2 separate regions of the Sus scrofa genome follow, and region 1 is linked to region 2. A link is a contact called in public HiChIP or PLAC-seq data. All regions are on one chromosome and are shown on one strand. Each heading gives the region's core, a stretch centred on a gene start, on an enhancer-like site or on the middle of the called end of the contact. The rest is flanking DNA. Distances are from core to core; before and after follow the strand shown. Region 1 holds the start of C6H18orf21 (UPF0711 protein C18orf21 homolog). Region 2 holds the start of INO80C (INO80 complex subunit C).

Region 1 (3,044 bases), core at 244-2,743, 450 kb after region 2:
CAGGTGAAGCTCAGGTCCTGCATTGCTGTGGCTGTGGTGTAGGCTGGCAGCTGTAGCTCCGATTCCATATGCCTCCATATGCCTCGGGTGCAGCCCTAAAAAAGCAAAAAAAAAAAAAAAAAAAAAAGAGAGAGATAAAGTAAGGAAACATTGCTTTATAAATGACAAGAAGAGGATGAATTTCCTCTAAAATACAAAGATCTCCTAGAAATTGATAAACAATTTAATGAAGATTTCATTTCACAAAAGAAAATGCAAGCCATAAGAAATAAATAGAGGCTTGATTCCACTGATAAGTGAACTAATGATCTTTACATTTTCACGGATCCAATTCGAATCAGCTTTTTCAGACATTGATACTGGGAATGTGAATTGCTACAATCTTTTTTGGATGATCCAGCAAATTAAAATGTGGATATTGTTTCCCTCAGTAATTTATCTTTTAGGAATTTAGAGAAAAGAAATAAAAAGCATTCGTGAGTTTTGCTGCTTCACTATTTGAACTAGCAAATCACTGAAAAAAAATTAAATGTTCATCAACAGGAAGTGGTTAAATAAATTACAGCTCATTACATTTTGTAATATTGTCAGCTCTTTAAAAGCTTATTGAAAACTACATAAACTGACCTGGAGAGATGTCTGTGACCTATTGTTAAGGAAAAATGTAAGAGTAGTAAACCATTCTATTTTTGGTTTTCTTTTTTTGTGTGTATCTTGGGGGGGTGTTTGTTTATTTGTCTTTTGCTTTTTAGGGCCACACCGGAGGCATATGGAAGTTCCCAGGCTAGGGGTCAAATCGAAGCTACAGCTGCCAGCCTATCCCAGAGCCACAGCAACATGAGATCCAGGCCATGTCTGAGACTTACACCACAGCTCATGGTAATGCAGGATCCTTAACCCACTGATTTGTTTCCACTGTGCTAAAATGGGAACTCCCGGTATCTTTTGTTGTTGTTGTTGTTGTGTGTATGTGGAAACTGAGGATATTTATACATTTGTACATGTGCTTATGTGTGTAAGGACATAGAAGGAGGAGACACCCAACTGTTAATGCTGATCACCTCACAGAAGTAGGATGGGGGAGTTCCCGTGGTGGCGCAGTGGTTAACGAATCTGACTGGGAACCATGAGGTTGCAGGTTCGATCCCTGCCCTTGCTCAGTGGGTTAACGATCCGGCGTTGCGGCGAGCTGTGGTGTAGGTGGCAGACGCGGCTCGGATTCTGCGTTGCTGTGGCTCTGGCGTAGGCCGGTGGCTACAGCTCCGATTCGACCCCTAGCCTGGGAACCTCCATATGCCGCGGGAGCGGCCCAAGAAATGGCAAAAAGAAAAAAAAAAGAAAAAAAAGCAGGAAAAAATAAAATAAAATAAGCTCGCTAGTGCACCTGCCCAGAGCAGGCTGGACTGGAGACCAGAAACCGCGCTTCTCGCAGCTGCCCCCTTGCGGGCCTCGCTTCCGCCTACCCGGGTGCAAGTCAGTGCCCGGGCTTGAAAATCTAGGGGGCGATGGCGGTTGAGGAAATGACCACCGGTATGAGAGGAGGCTATCAATCAGATAAAGACCAGAAGCAGGCGTCAGACTCGGCTTTCAACCTAGCCACCCCGGCCCAATCAAGCTGCTCCGCACAGCCTCTTGTACTAAGCGATCCGCGCCTGGCCAGCGAGGACCGCTAGGGACCTGGAGGCGGGCCCGGCGCAGGGAGGGCGGGCCAGCGCAGGGGACCGGACGCAAAGGAACCGGAACCCTTCAGCTGAGGGCGCCTGTTTCCAGAGGGAGCTCGGATCCTGACGTCAAAGTTTCCAGCCGGCTTTCGGAGTCTCTTTGCGTCCCTGCGTATCAGAGATGTGGAATTGGCGGTGACGATGAGGCAGAAGCACTACCTTGAGGCTGCGGCATGGAAACTACAAGATAGCTGCCCGGGCCAGGCCCGCTATCTCCTGTAAGAGAGGGAAAGAGGACGGGGAAGCGGGAGGCGAGAGGGTGTGAACTAGTCCCTTATGAGTCTCTTTCTCTTTTGCAGCTGGGCCTACAGTTCGTCACACGGTAGGGAGGACGCCCGTTCGTTATGGGTCAGGCTTGCGTCGCCTCGCTCCCCTCCATTCTGCACAGCGCTCAGAATGGTCCAAAAAAAATCTGATCCATTCTCTGCCATCACAACCTCCTATCCCGCCTCGGCCAGGCGTCTCAGTTTCGCAAAAAAAAAAAAAAAAAAAAAAAAAATCCAAATTGCTTAACGTGCCTTAGTTTTCCTGACCTGTTAGCAGCACTTGACGCTTTGATCAGTCTACTTGAAATAGTTTCCTCACTTGGCTTCCAGGTCATTACAAAGTTCACCTCCTACTTCTTTAGCCAATACCTCTCCTTCCTGCTGATTTCCCCAACTTACAAATGTTGGAGTTCCCAAGGACTCAACCTTTGGGCATCTTTTCTAGCTACACTCAATTCCTTGGTGACAATATTTCATCCAGTCTCATGGCTTTTAAACTCTGAATACTGAGGTCTTCCAAATTCATATCCCCAATCTAGACCACTCTGTGGAATCCTAGACTCATCCAGATGCCTTTTTTTCTTCCCCCTTTTTTACTACAGCACCTGAGGCATATGGAACTTCTGAGGGGCCAGGGGTAGAATTGGAGATGCAGCTGTCCCCGCAAGCCACAGCCATGGCAACACCAAATCCACCAAATCCAAGCCCCATCTGCAGCCTACACTCAATACTGGATCCTTAACCCATTGAGTGAGGCCAGGAATCAAACCTACGTCCTCATGGATACCATGTTGGGCTCTTAACCTGCTGAGCCACAACGGGAATGTCCCAGATGCCTTCTTGACAACTTTTTTTGAATCTCACATTAAGCTAAAACTTGAGCTTTACCATTGGCTTTAAATACACCCAATATCATGAGTTTCCTTCATGGCTCAGTGGTTAACGACTCCAACTAGAATCCATGAGGATTCGGGTTTGATCCCTGGCTTCCTTCAGTGGGTTAAGGATCTGGTGTTGCCATGAGCTGTGGTGTAGGTCGCAGACGCGGCTCAGATCC
Region 2 (2,700 bases), core at 35-2,534:
ATAACATGAATGAAATAACTCTCAAAAACCTTGTTTTATAGAGAAAGCCCAAACAGACACAAAAAGAATCTGCTATGATTCTATACATATTCTGTTTAAAAAGGCAAAGTCAATCTGGTGAGAGGTGTCAGAGTGGTGGTTACCTCTGACAGGGAGAAAAGAGTATGGACTGGAAAGGGTCACCAGGGAATTTTCAAAGGCCCTTGGAAATGCTCTTTATCTTGATCTAGATGGTAGACATAGGTAGACACCTTTGTAAAAAGAACCCGCGCCGCCACCTCAACTGGTGAAGTCTGTGTCAGAAGCTGTGCTCAGAGCTTTATCACCATGATCTTATTGAATCCTCGTAACAACCCCATGAGGTTAAGACCAAACCCACTTTTGGACAGGGAGACTGAGGGTCACAAAAGCACTTTGAGGATGAGGGGAATCACCCGTGCCAGAACTTCTTTGTATTCCTTCACGCGGTTCATTACGGCGCTCTGCACCTCACAGGCATTCGGTAAATGGCTGTAGAATGGACAAAGTTGATACACGGGAACTTCTGCTTGATTAAAACTCACATTAAATAAGAAAAGTCCTAAGCCTCGCTTTAAACGCGACCTCGACGGAAAGGGACGGCCTATTAGGGCAACAACAACTTCCCCACCCCCCGCTCTCCTCAAGAACAATGCAACGCTGGTGGTTCTTTAACCTACTCCCACAGAGTCAAACTAAGGGAAAAATAAAGTGTTTCATTTACACCAGAGACAAGGTTCTACCGAAGAGGTACGGCGGCACTCCCCTGCGCATGCGCTGCGCCCTGCCACGCCGTGCCCCGCCCCGCCGAACTCCCAGGCGCCTTCATCCCGCCCCAGCCCAGCCCCGCGCACGCGCAAGCTAAGCGAGTGTCAGGGTACCTGCGCAAAGCCAGAGGCGGACACTTTCTTCTTCTTACTGGCGCTATAGCCTCCGGCGCTGCTGCCGTTGTGGGAAGGACTGGCCGGCCTCTTCTTGCTGTTCCGGGGTATCCCGGGAGTGGAAGTGGTGGCCACAATTGGGATTTGAGCCGCCATTCCTACCCCAAGCCTTCCTCTCCGCCCCCCCCCCCCAACTTCTGTCCCTGTGCGGACCGTGAAACTTCCGGCCCTCGGTTACTTCCGTCTTACGCTTTTGAAAACCCGGCCTGGACTCTGAAAGCTTGCGTCGACTTCTCTCGGCCAAATCTAAAAGGCGGAGCTCGGAGCAGTCAGTTCTTTCCGGGCGGGAGGGCGTCCACGCGTCAGCCAGCCTCGTGTTGCTCCGCCCGCGCTCCGAACCCGGGCACGTGCTTGGAAGCCCCCAGGGATTGAGGAGTAGAAAGTACCACCATCTGTTTTAAAAAATTGGATTTTTTTAAAGTTAATCTCTTCTCACATTAAGTCAGAAGATTGATCACTTTTGATATCTGTAAGTGTAAAGGTAAGATTCTGTGTGGAGTAGACCGACCATCACGCTGCTAGCTTTTCCCTTGGTCGTGGCCTTCTCGCCCAGAAGCCTGTGTTTCAATGGTGCCCAGATGGACTTGAAGGGTAGAGTGATTCTTAACTTTTTAGAGGCCACTGACCCCTTTGACTAGCTCAGCCCCCCCCCCCCACAATATACGGGCATAGACATAATCTTACATTACAGATTTCAGCAGGTCACAGATCTGCTAAAACCTATTTATGAACCTCAATGAAACACCCCTCTCCCTTGTTATTCTGCCACCCGAGGCACCTTCCTTTAATCTGCCCTCCTCTATGCCCACCTGTGCTTGCTTCTCTGAGGGCACCTTGCTGTGATCCCTCAGTAAATGTTTGTTGCGTTTACACACCAATCCCCTACTCGTAAGGGGTCAGTCAAGTGGGTGCACCACATCTGGTTTCCCATTGCTAAATTCAGTCCTGCTTTTGTCTGATCCCTTTCATTCTGAACCACCCTCCCACCTCCCATCCCCCGGATCTAGAACACCATCATTTTTTTTATTTTCCTCTTTCCTAACCACTGGTCCTCTCTTTGACAATTTTCTTCTACCAAATGGTTTCTAATCATACTATAATTTTTTGTTTGTTTGTTTTTTGGGTTTTTTTTTTTTTTTTTTCAAAATATGGGTCATGTAGACACACCCCCTCACAGCAGATAAACATTTTGTAAAGTTTCCCAGGTGATTCTAACGGTCAGCCAGGTTTGGAACCAGCTCTTCCTGCACAGTCCTTATATGGAGAGTTTCTTGTTGCTTCCTGCCCTCCTCAGTTTATACTCTCCCCAGACATTCAACCACCTCAAGGGGCCTCAGGTATCACCTAAATACAGTTCGCTTTCAGATTTCCATCTCTTATCTGGGTCTTTCTCCAGAGATGTATACTCAGATACAAAATTCCTTGCCTAGATATAAATTCAGATGCTTACAGGCATCCCACATCCAGCATGGCAAAAGCAGAATTCATCATCCTCTCTGCTTCTCTAAAACACACTCCTCCTTCAGTGCTTCCTAGCTCAGAAAATGCCAGCAGTATCCACCACTTGTTCAAACCAAGAACCTGGGAGCCATCCTTGATTCTTCCCCTTTGCCTATTGCACTGTAACCCCAGGCCAGCCACCATCATCTCTTCTTTTGGACCCCTTTGTTGCCTTTTTATCTCCCTGCTTCCACCATTGATCCCTCTAAACCAGTTATCACATGCAATTTCACGTGACCTC

What was found. HiChIP or PLAC-seq counts read pairs in DNA pulled down with a chosen protein or histone mark.
Region 1: a contact with region 2 is called in an H3K27ac HiChIP or PLAC-seq map of alveolar macrophages. The contact joins the promoter of C6H18orf21 here to the promoter of INO80C in region 2. A contact is called at or near these places in 1 of 47 Hi-C or Micro-C datasets (embryonic fibroblasts) and 2 of 2 datasets of contacts at active chromatin or transcription factors (alveolar macrophages and skeletal muscle).

Annotation. Positions count from the first base shown.
Region 1 is chr6:119,733,895-119,736,938 of Sscrofa11.1, forward strand. It overlaps C6H18orf21 (UPF0711 protein C18orf21 homolog), which reads left to right and starts at 1,494. Exons shown (of 5, transcript XM_003356410.3): 1 at 1,494-1,939; 2 at 2,021-2,043. The coding sequence starts at 1,863.
Region 2 is chr6:119,284,568-119,287,267 of Sscrofa11.1, forward strand. It overlaps INO80C (INO80 complex subunit C), which reads right to left and starts at 1,285. Exons shown (of 5, transcript XM_003356408.4): 1 at 900-1,285. The coding sequence starts at 1,055.